Linked DNA regions of Gossypium hirsutum: all the other regions are linked to region 3. Evidence: chromatin contacts called from public Hi-C data. All regions are on one chromosome and are shown on one strand. Each heading gives the region's core, a stretch centred on a gene start, on an enhancer-like site or on the middle of the called end of the contact. The rest is flanking DNA. Distances are from core to core; before and after follow the strand shown.

Evidence for each region. Hi-C and Micro-C count contacts between places; a contact is called where the count stands out from the background.
Region 1: a contact with region 3 is called in a Hi-C map of leaf, with 3 times the contacts expected there. The contact joins the promoter of LOC107913415 here to the promoter of LOC107947775 in region 3. A contact is called at or near these places in 6 of 34 Hi-C or Micro-C datasets (callus, hypocotyl and leaf).
Region 2: a contact with region 3 is called in a Hi-C map of leaf, with 4 times the contacts expected there. The contact joins the promoter of LOC107888821 here to the promoter of LOC107947775 in region 3. A contact is called at or near these places in 5 of 34 Hi-C or Micro-C datasets (callus, hypocotyl and leaf).
Region 4: a Hi-C map of leaf shows a contact between it and region 3, with 4 times the contacts expected there. The contact joins the promoter of LOC107952008 here to the promoter of LOC107947775 in region 3. A contact is called at or near these places in 3 of 34 Hi-C or Micro-C datasets (all in leaf).

Annotation. Positions count from the first base shown.
Region 1 is chrA11:49,261,380-49,264,471 of Gossypium_hirsutum_v2.1, forward strand. LOC107913415 (peroxidase 17) reads left to right here and starts at 1,823. Exons shown (of 3, transcript XM_016841989.2): 1 at 1,823-2,231; 2 at 2,339-2,530. The coding sequence starts at 2,034.
Region 2 is chrA11:49,316,328-49,319,421 of Gossypium_hirsutum_v2.1, forward strand. It overlaps LOC107888821 (40S ribosomal protein S6), which reads right to left and starts at 1,421. Exons shown (of 6, transcript XM_016813050.2): 1 at 1,110-1,421; 2 at 949-1,013; 3 at 344-401; 4 at 135-243; 5 at 1-50. The coding sequence starts at 1,115.
Region 3 is chrA11:48,671,144-48,673,944 of Gossypium_hirsutum_v2.1, forward strand. It overlaps LOC107947775 (ABC transporter G family member 1), which reads right to left and starts at 1,278. Exons shown (of 8, transcript XM_041081514.1): 1 at 714-1,278. The coding sequence starts at 1,059.
Region 4 is chrA11:49,529,913-49,532,833 of Gossypium_hirsutum_v2.1, forward strand. LOC107952008 (serine/threonine-protein kinase SAPK2) reads right to left here and starts at 1,331. Exons shown (of 9, transcript XM_016887235.2): 1 at 957-1,331; 2 at 760-834; 3 at 263-364; 4 at 124-156; 5 at 1-2. The coding sequence starts at 1,076.

The sequences.
Region 1 (3,092 bases), core at 573-3,072, 590 kb after region 3:
CAGTTAATGTTAATGTTAATTATCTATAACTTAAAAAAAAACATTAACAAAATTAAGACATATTCTTATAATATATAATAGAATTAAAACAACAAAGATGAACACATGATATGGGTGTCGTAATCGCATTTGTAAATTTATATTATTCGACAAAATCATTATTTTATATCATATAATTTATATTGCGTTTAATATTATCCACTATCTCACGCACTTTTAGCCAATTTGTTCGACTTGCCTCTTTTGGTCGTGACAAAGGCTGAAAAGCCCTCTAAATTTTTGACACCATGCAAATGCTTTCTCAACAATCTCATCATTTTTCACCCAATAAATAAAGAAAATTATCTGCCCTCTCTCTTTAATTCTTTATCTTCAATTTTGTCTAAATGGATTTTTTTTTCATCCTATTCTGTTATTTAAATATTTTTAATGTTATAAATTAATTGGATACTAATTTAATTGAATATAATAATTTTCTTAACCTTTTCATATATAAAAAAGTTTATTTTAATTTGTCATTTAATTTTTCATCTTTTTTAATATTTAAACTTGTATTATTTATCAAATCACCTTAAAATGAATGAAAAATTTAATATTTGTTAATTTTACTGCATGTAAATTGCCACGTTAACAATTAATTAATTTTTAAAAATATTAAAAAATAATTTTTTATATATTTTTATACTTTTTAAATAAATATAATAATATTTTTGAATTTTTAAAATTTTAAAAAATAATTATTTATTGATGTTGGATTCACATGTATATCACGTCGGTAAAGTTAATAAACATTAATTTTTATTTATTTATTTTGGAGTTATTTGACAAACAATATAAATTTAAAGACTAAAAAAATTAAAAAAATTAAATAAAAAATTAAAATAATTTTTTTATAAATTTAAAAGTTCAAATAAATTATTATACCATATTATTGAAAAATTACCGAACGATCAGAATTATTATTTACAATAATTTTATTTTAAAAATATCATTGCATAAATATTTTTATTTTTTTCATTCGCATAGTAAATCTACCATAAGAGTAGTTTTAGTTTAGATAACTGAACAAATTTATCAATCCGTTTTTTTACTATGGTAATTGCATTATCGCACTTTTCAGTTCATTTTAGTTTAAAAGTAACTCTGATGAAATTAAAATAAATGGTATTACTTTTTGGGTTAGTGGTTGATATATCGGTAAAGTAAATGTATTTTTTTATATTTATTTTTTAAAAATATTTTACTATATTTATAAGATACTCTATTTATAAAATTTAAAAATTTCACTAAAAATAGGAAAAATATTTTTTTCCAAATTTAATATCTTCTTAAATAGAGAGAATAGTACTGTTTGTCTTATCCATACAAAATCTTTTTGGATTTCAGTTGATATAAACTTATAAAAGAAAAGAATTTGTTAAAAAACGCATATAGTTAGTAATTTTTAAAAATTAAGAATTTAGTTTATGTATTTTTATTTTTAAGAATATAATTGTTTTTTTAATTTTTAAATTTAGGTTAATTACTTTTTGTTAATTTCAGGTTAAATATAAAATATTTTTTAATTACATAATTATTAAATGAGTAATTTTTTATTTTAGAATATCAAAACAATAAATTTAATAAAAAAATTAGCATTGGAATTAAATCTTAAAATTAAAAAAAAGTAAAAGAAACTAAATTGCAAATAGATAAATTAATTTCTTAATTTTTGAAAAATACAGAATTATAGGAAAAAAGTTTGTAGTAATTTTTCTTTATCATTGTTCTCTCTGTACATCAAATGATAAAAGAACATCTATTTAAATCTTAAATTCACATCCGTTCCGAATTCCATCTTTAAACAACTCACATCTCGTATCCCTTGTTAAAAAGATTTATCATATAGAAACCAACCAACACTATCATATCCCACCCATAGCTCCACGATATAATACATTCAACAAGTTTAAGAAGCCATTCAGAAAAACCTAAGTTGGTCTATTAATTTCAGACAAACCCATCCACCCTAGTCCCTCACCTCAAAAAAAAAAATGTCTCTCTATCCTTCAGTGCTGTTTGTCCTACTAGTGACAATGGCGGCCGCAGAGACTCTCCGACCAGGGTTTTACGCTCAAACATGTCCAGAAGCAGAAGCGATAGTGAGATATGAGATGATGAAGGCCATGATTAGGGAACCGAGAAGCGTTGCCTCCGTCATGCGCTTTCAGTTCCACGATTGTTTCGTTAATGTAAAAAAACCTTTTTTCACCCAAAAAAAAAAAAACTACACATATATGTTTTAATACGGCAAGCTACCAATAATTTGTTTGCCTTTCTTCCCCTTTGTGTGTTACAGGGTTGTGATGCTTCTTTGCTGCTAGATGATACGCCAAACATGCTTGGGGAAAAACTAGCTCTTTCCAATATAAATTCGCTAAGATCATTCGAGGTTGTGTATGAGGTGAAGGAAGCCTTGGAGAAGGCTTGTCCGGGCATCGTTTCTTGTGCGGATATCATAATCATGGCCGCCAGAGATGCTGTTGCTCTCGTAACTATTCCTACCTTTCTTATCTTCCTATTTTATTATTCTTAAAAATATACGCAACACTTTTTCTTCTTTTTATTTATATAAAAAGCTATATGTTAAACATTTTGCCAGAAATTCAGCATGAATGGGCGCCTTTTGTCCCAACTTTGTCAACTAGGGCGATTGATAAACTTAAAATATTGCCATAAATTATTATAATCTTAGCCCCATCCAGCTTTTGTAAGAAGAATATTTTTTTCCACTTAATGTTCAAAAAAATAGCAAAGATTAGTGATGTTACAAAAATTAAAACAATAGTAGCATTACTTTTTCCATAAAAAAATAGTAACATTTCTTGCACTTAACGTTTCACAGTCATCAGTTACGAAGTAATTATAGTATTGTAGCTGTTAAGTCCACTTGCTTTTCCCTCTTTTTGCCTTCCCCAATAGCCGTTTTTCATTTTATTTTCTTTAATCTTAAAAAATTTCACGAAAATAAAAGAAAAAAGATTGCATGTGCTGGGTTTACTCATTTGTGGCCCTCCCAGCCCAACAGATCTGGTCCGGCTTGGATACGACTT
Region 2 (3,094 bases), core at 171-2,670, 650 kb after region 3:
CCTCCTTCGCTCTCCATTTCTCCTACCATACCCACGGAAGCAGGGAGTACCTATTCAAAGAAAAACAATTGGTCAACAAGTAAAAAACATTTCTATACAAACAAACAAATGCAACTAATTTGCAGTCTACAGACCTCTGTGAAGCAAAAGACGAACACGGCCTGGAGTCAGAACTCCTTGCTTCATTGGAAAACCTTGCTTGTCACAGCCTCCCATTATCTTGAACACATAGCCCTTAAACTCCTGTTAAATGATATGAGATAAGAGCAAACTGCAGTTAAGATGGCCAGATTCAAAAGCATAAATTTGATAAAGAGAAACTAAAAGTAACTTGGAAACATACCTCGCCAAGGGCATCACCACTGACTTCTTGGGAGATCCTCTTGTCAAAGAAGGCTCGGCTGCAATATCAAAGTTCCAAGGTCAGAAATTTTTCTTCCTCAGGAACAAATACGCTCGCAGTACCTCGCCCCAAGACGCTAAATGTAATAAGCATACTGTTAAAACTATGGTTAAAGGGTACAACACAGTTGAATTTCCTTCGCATTGTGGTAGCTTGACAAGAACTAGTCCCAAAAGGAAACCTAACTTAAAAAATATATGGCAAGAGAAAATAATTACAAAATGTATTATGCTAGCTCATTTTTTGGGAAGTATAAACAACTTTTGCCTTCCACTTTGCTTTACAAATTCTATTATTAGCAAAAAATTCATATAAATTTCATTAACCTACTTTCTACCTTTGAATTTGCTTCTTCCACCCATATTTTGCGCATCTCTAAATACTCTAAAAATTCAATCTCACTCAATACGAAAAGAAGCATGAAAACTCAACTGGGTGTTTTCGCCTTTCAAAATATAAGACTAATATTGAAATTTAGAGCAACAAAATAAAATTAAACCAAACAATTTAAAACCAAAAAACAAAAAAAGAGAAAAGAAAATTACAGTTTCTGGTCATCGTCAATTTCCAGCTTCTTCTGGCAGCCAGTAGTCGGATTTGCAATATTGAACTGAAACAAACAAATGAAGAGAATCAACAAAAACCCAAAAGGGACAGAAATATCTTCTTTTTCCTTAATAAAAAGAAGCGGAAAGAGGGGTAAAACCTTCATTTCTGTTTGATGGTTGTTTAGAAACTAGACCCTGGGGAGAACTGCCGCCGCCGAGACTGCTGCTGCTCTCTTGCTAACTTAAGGTTTCGAGGGTTAGGGTTTTCGGGGAGGTTTAAATATAAAGGAAAATAATCTGGTGTTATTAGGGAAGTCTGTAAGTTGGTCCGAGTCAACCCAGATTCACGAACATGGATATTTTGTGGGTTCGGATTTACTTACTGCTCATTGTAAGCCCAAAGTAAAATTTGATCTATCAGACCTGTTAATCCGTGGATGTAGCAAAAAAAATTAATTTAGATTAATGGTAGTGTAATTATTAAGATAGCAATTATATTATAAAGTATGTAAAATGTAATTATATAATCATATAATTTTAAATTTTAAAAAATATTAATTATTTTTAAATTATTAATAATAAAAAAATTCTTTAAATAAATAACAATTAAAATCAAATCATTTTAAATAATACATTAGTCTAATAAAATATTTAACAATACAATTATCAATAAAATTAACAAGAAAATAAATATCTCATACAATTTTATCTAATTACTCTAACATTCCATATTTATTAAAATATTCTCTCCAACATTAAAAATATACTTATTGTTATCATCATTAGGTCATTCACCAAGTACGAATAATTAATAATAAATACTATGCAATTTTAATTAGATTCAGTATAAATAAATTATAATATATATACTACTGGTTTGTTTCTTGTTCAGGTTTATCTTGATATTATTTTTTTAAAAAAAATTAGAATATATATATTTTCTCAAATAGTAATAAAAATTAGAAATATATTTTCTCTTATTGTATTTATTTATAAAATCTTCGAAATATAAAAATAATAATTTTTTTGATAATTTTTTTCTACAAAATAAAATGTATAATTGCTTAAATAATTTATTTTATTTTTTATTGAAATATAATTTTTTAGAACAAATAAAAAATAATAGAGTCTAATTTTGTAATTTTAATAAAGGAATTTTTTTAAATTTTAAAAGTCTGGAAAGAATAAGTACTTAATTTAGGAATATTGAGTACTTTAAAATAATTTAACAAAAGATGGATTGGTTTAAAAAGGAATTTACCCATTCGTAAAAGTTATAAATCTTTATTTTATTGAGTTACGTTCATTTGGCATAAGATCGGTTATTCTAATTGAATGAAAGAATATTTTTTTTTTCAAAATTATTAGTTCAATTTGATAAAAAATTAATATAATGGATGTGATTAAAATAAATAATTTGTATATAGCAGTTAATTTAAGAAAATAGTCATATAATGATGATGATATGCGTCAATTAATATTTGGTTTTAATTTTATACATAAATAACATTTTTGTTATTGATATCTTCACCTACATAATTTTAATTAATAATAAATTTAATTATCTTAAATTTATAAATAATATTATTTGAAAATTTTCAAATATTTAATAGTTTTATAAAATTAAATTTTAATCCATTAATATATGTGCTTTATCTTTGATGCCCAACTTTGGGGTATTTTGGATGCCCTTACCTTTCTTATAGAACAGGGAGTGGAAAAATTTTGATACATACAGATAATCTCGAGGGGTGGTGCAAGCAATAACAACGAACATTCCAACTATTTCTTCCTCAGCTCTGGTGAGGCGAATCCAAAAGTTACTACAGAATAAAAAATATTGGGTGGTTTGAGTTATATGTATTTAAGCAAATGGTGCTTTTGATATTGTATGACACAATTGAGTCCTTTTAATTTTTATTTCACCAAAAAAAATAATGTAATATTATTTTAAATTATATTCCATTTTGAAAATAACAAAAATATGGAGGTAAATAACACAATTACCGTGTTTCATCACAATTAAGTATGTCATGTATCAATAACTTAAGCCTCCATGTCACTTGAGACATAAGACCTTGTAATACATATCCTATCTATGTTGTTACCTCTAATTTTTCAAGTATTTTGATATAACAAAAAG
Region 3 (2,801 bases), core at 28-2,527:
TATTTTTTAAAATATTAAAAATATTAAAAATATTTTTTTATAATTTTTATATTTTCTTAATAATTTTAATTATTTTTAATTTTAAAAAATAAATTCTATAATTCTTTTTTAATTTTTTAAATTCTAAAAGAGTAATTAAATGCTTATATGTTGTCAATGCGGCAATCGATCCATGTTTATTCCAAGTCAAGAAAATTAACAAATGTTAATTTTTTTCAATTCATTTTAGAGTGATTTAACAAAAAAAATACAAATTAAAAGATTAAATAAACGAAAAATTAAATAGATTAAAATAACTTTTTTTTATAAAATTAGAAAATCAAATATTTGACTATTTTTAAATCTCATACCAATATTGCTTGATATAAACAGCGACGTGGGGAGGGGCATGTCGGATCCTTTAGTACTCTTTCTCCAAGTTTTTCGTACTTTTGACATATTCATAGTTAAAAAATAATAAAAAAGATTTGGCTTCTCCAAATATGACTCGATCATATTATATGTTTTAAGGCTTGAAATGTGACCTACCCATCAACAATTCCCATTGGCTATGATCTAGCCATTCTGAAACATAAACTTCTTGTTTACTATTAATTTGTACTTGTAGTATCTTCTACCCGAAGTTGTCAAAAACTAGTCAAAGTGATGGACATGCCAATGGAAGAAACCCTTTTGGAAAATGAAAATAAAAAAGCGAAGCAAAGATATATGACCTGCCAGTGTATCAAGAAGGGTTGACTTGCCACACCCTGAAGGTCCCATGATGGCTAACATCTTCCCTGGCTCAGCATACCCAGTGAGCCCTTGTAAGATCGCCCTGCTTCCCTTTCTCCCCTTAGAAACAGTCACCCAAAGATCAGCCCATGTCAAGAAAACGCCATCACCTGGTTCTATCTCAATCCTGAAAGACGGCGCTTCATCATAGGAACCGACTCGTCCAGAAACCATGCTTTCAATTTCCAAGTTGTCATTCTCAGCTGCTTCAGGCTGATGGTTTTGAGAAGAATGTTCGGGGCTTGACCCGGGTGTCCATGTTGGGACGATGACTGAGGAATCCATTCTGAATAGTGAACTAAGTTGATGAATCAGAAGATATTGAGTGAAGCAACAGCCGACCCGATTATTTTGTAGTGATGGTGATGCGTTTATATCTTTATATCGTATACGTGAAGATGCAAGACTTTCCTACTGAAGAACATATTTTCAAAAAATATTATATCTTTATATGATGGTATTGCAGCACTGCTATTAGCAGACAATTGTAGAATTGGTGACTTTAATTTAAAGGTAAACAGGGATCCTATCGAGAAGCACATTTTAATTACTTTTAGTCAATAGAAGATTTTGTAAGTTTTGCAAGTTCGAAACGTTAAGCATATTATATTGGTGCGGTGAATTAGTAAGTTGGTCAACTCAAATTTTTAAGACCACATAAATTAAATTGGTGAGTTGAAAAAATGTTAACACGCGGATAACGAAAAGTTATTTCAACTCCTGCGTTGGTTCGGGTTATAATGTGTGGTGGGTAATGGTGATGGTGGGGATATTTTTTAATATATTTCAGTCCGATATATGATAGGAGTATATATTAGATAATATCAACAATATATATAATAAAAATAATTATTTATTATTATTTATTATTATATAAAATTGATCCAAATTAAATATGATCTAATTTGATAGGCTCGTTAAGTTTCAATTATTAATTAAATAAAGTATAAATCAAGTATATATGGATAGTAATTAATTTCTAATTAATGATGAGCTAATTAAATTACACATACATCACTTTTTAACATCTAATCATATTCAAAAAAGAAAGAGTCACTTCTCTAAAATATTTGTGTTATTTTGAAAGGGTAAAACTATAATATTTCAATATCTTAAGTTACTAATGGATTTAAGTACGCTTTCGCAATTAATTTTACTTTCAATTTATTATTAATAATTTCACATGATATATACTAATTTACGATTCTAAATTTTATATATAATTTTTGCAATTCTGTCAAATGATATCTGAACCTCATCATATCAAATTATTGAAAATAAATTATTTTTATTATTTTTAAATAATTATGCATCAAAGCTATGAAGAATTTATTATCAGATTACTAGAAGAACTGAAAATATGATAATTGATATTATATACTTAAATATAAAATTTATACTTGAACTTGTCCACTCCTTTTAAGTTGATCCTTTTTTTTTCTTTTTCAATTTTCATTCCATCTATAATTTTAGTTTTTTCAATAATAGCGTTAAATTTGGACATGTGACACTTTGAAATGAAGATACATAGCAATGATGATGTCATTATCATTTGAAAAAAAATAAAAAATATATAAATTCCAAAAAAATTTAAAAAAAATTAAAAATATATAAAACTAAAAAGTAAAAATCCAAATGGGCCTTGTTCATTATGTTCATATGGATCGTCATTCATCAATGTTTAATTATTTTTCAAATTGGCTCTTAATAAATGAAATACAGAACTTGCTTTCAGAAAAAAATATCCTTTAATCCTAAACAAAATCAAAACCCAAATTCTCAAAATCATTTTCTTTTTTTTTTCTTGTTTGACAACCATTGATCATTTCAGTAGCAATCTCGAAAATGTTCTTTCAACTATGAAGTGGTGTAACAATCTCCATCTTTTAGCTTTTTGACTGTTAAAATATATGTAAAAATAAAAATAAAAAGACAACAATCCAGATTTCATTTTTCGATCCTCATGTAAAAAAGAAGACACAAAACGAAGAAAAAAAAAAACCAAGTGAAGGGAAAATAGGGTGAAG
Region 4 (2,921 bases), core at 81-2,580, 860 kb after region 3:
TTCTGTGAAAATGGGGATAAAAATCTCAACTTAGCTAGATAGCCAAAAAAAAAAAAAAGAGGGGGGGGGGAGATCCAATAGACTAAGTAAGGCCATATATACCATTGCATGGCAATAACTCACTCCTGATATCAGTTGTTGAAAGAAAAACCTTGCCTGATGCAGTAAAACAATAACAGTAAGGTAAAAAAATGAAATTCAATAAGCACAACTTTTAACGTTTGAAAAATTAGAAAAAGAAAAGATGTTTATAAGAATATACCTCATCTTCACCAAATCTACCAGCGTTGCATATTCTTTCAAAAAGTTCTCCACCAGCTGCATATTCCATGACTATGGCAAGATGAGTTGGTGTTAACAGGACCTGCAAAAAGTTGTGTTTGGGATTGGATCAAACATACCATGGACACCATTGATTTTAGCTGCCCTGTTGAAGATCACAAACTCCCATATCGTTTGTTTGAACCTTTTTAAGTTAATTTTCAATCAAAAACTGGTGCTACCTAATATGAAGCTAAAGCTAAACTGGAAGCTACATCTCTGACCATGTAGGTTGCTCTCAAGGCTAAGTTAGCTAAAACAGAACAAAAGATAAATCATTGTAAAGCCTGTTCTGTTCAAATCAACTCTGATTTTTAAAGAGAAGAAAAAAAAATGCAAAAACCTTCACTGCTCCATTTAAGGAGCTCTGAAACTTGTACAAGTAATGCTTGTCTTGACTTCAATACCTGAAACTTATGAGGAACTATAGATATTTACCTCTTTGAATTTTATTATATTTGGATGCTTCAAAGACCTATGGTTCATAATCTCCCTTTGCACATGCTCATCAATCTGCATAGACAAGAAATCTCTTGAAATCCATCCATAAGAAAATATTGACAACCCAAACAAGATGATGGGCATGAATCTTGGAGAGCCAATAGGAAAATGAAGCTAAAAACAAAATCTGATACCTTGGGGCCTCTTTCAATATACTTGACAGCATAAAGCTCACCAGTCCTTTTATCCCTAACCAGCTTAGCAACACCAAAGTTCCCTGATCCAATATCTTTCAGTATCTCATAACGCTCCATTTTCCAAATCCAAAAACTCCCAGCAAATATGTAAGGAAAGAAACAGCAGCACTTATATGAATCTTATATAGTTGCAGCAAATATATAAAACCTTTTGTGTAATTTTTTTTTTCTTATATTTGGTTTAGTGTTGGAGGAATCTCCATGATTTTCAAGGACTTTTTGATGTTTTAGTTGGATGGGTGAAAGCAAAGGGCAAAGGAACTAGGATGATAAGGAATCATATGAGGCTGTCCAAATGGTGTCAACGTCAAAGAGACAAGAAGAATGGACATTACACGTGGAGGATAATTAAAAGCTAGAAATTGAAGGAGAAGTGGAAAAGTTGCACACCGACGTTGCTTCGTTTTTGGGTTATCTCTCGTTTTGGTTAGCCCACTTAGTTGGCCCTCTTCCTGCTTTCGAAATGTCGCAAAATATCAATAAATAACAATCAAATACTGTGTATTAAAAGAATATTTTCTTAAAGTACTAAATAAACACTCATAACTGAAATATTTCAGTACATTGGATAAGATGATTGAAAGTAGAATTATTTATATTTATTTTAAAATTTGAGCAAATTATATAAATAGTGATTTAAATATTAACATATTTCTATTCTAGTTTCACAGGTTAAAAATTTTTATTTTAGTTATTAATGTTATTGAAATTTAAAATTTAGATTGTTTTTTTTCATTAAATCATTAATGAAATATTGATATGAATTTTTTTTATAATAATAAGTTTAGCTTTCAATGCTTATGGATTTGATCAATTTGGACATAATTCTAAAAATTTTAATAAATTTAGCCTTCAACTTTACATATTTCATCAATTAGTCTAAATTCTAAAAAATATTGTGCAAGCCAATAATGCATATGTTGAGTTTTTTTGCAACTTTTAGAACAACATGAAATCTTATTCATTTCATGTCCCTTGTTCTTCTCCCTGACAGTCATCTTTTTCGTTGTCCTAATTTGTCCGATTGACAGAACTAAGCTAATATTACCATTGTTGCCATCAAAACTCCCAATCATCAAAAAGCTCCACAACATCAGATGCCACCCTTATCGCTCGCTCTACATTTTAGCTCAACAATCCGACCCTCTCATGTCGCTCTGCATCACTACTGTCCCCGTACACTTCATCTTCTTTGTTGACGCTACCTCAAAGATCTAAGAGAACTCATGGTTGAACATTCATAAAACATTTGAGGGTTAAATTCAACAAAGGTGTAGTCCTAATTCAACTTTACATATTCATCGTCTTAATTTTTTTTATTTTCTCTCAAAAAATATATCCAATAAGATTTTTTTGATTGAGGATGATCTAGGATTTTTTTTGTTTTTCAAATGGATAAATTTGGATAAAATGTTTGGGTCTAGGCCTTACTCATAAGCTTTGGCCCCAGATTCTCCCCTTAGAGTAGAAGACCCAAATTATGAAGGCATTAATGTTACATATAGTTTTGTCATTTCTCAGGTTGATAAATCTACTACTTATGGAGGTCTCTCTAATTTTTATATGTTGAGGCAAGTTAATGAGAAGTGGTTTGTCCAGTACCAATGGTTGTGGCCATTATGGATAGCCTTGCGACAGGCAACATGACTTGCCATATTTGGTTGGTCAATATTTTAGAACAAAATCTTTGGGCCGTGCAATTGTTGATATTGTGGAAATATGATATCTCATTTATAAAAACATATTCATTTGAAATAACTTATCATGAGGATTGGGTCGGACTAAGCTACTGAATCTCTTAAATTATGGAGATTGGATTAGGACTGCATTAAAGACTTATCTCAAATGATCCTATTTATCCTAAACTTTATTATATTGTGTGGGGAATTGATTGTACTTGAT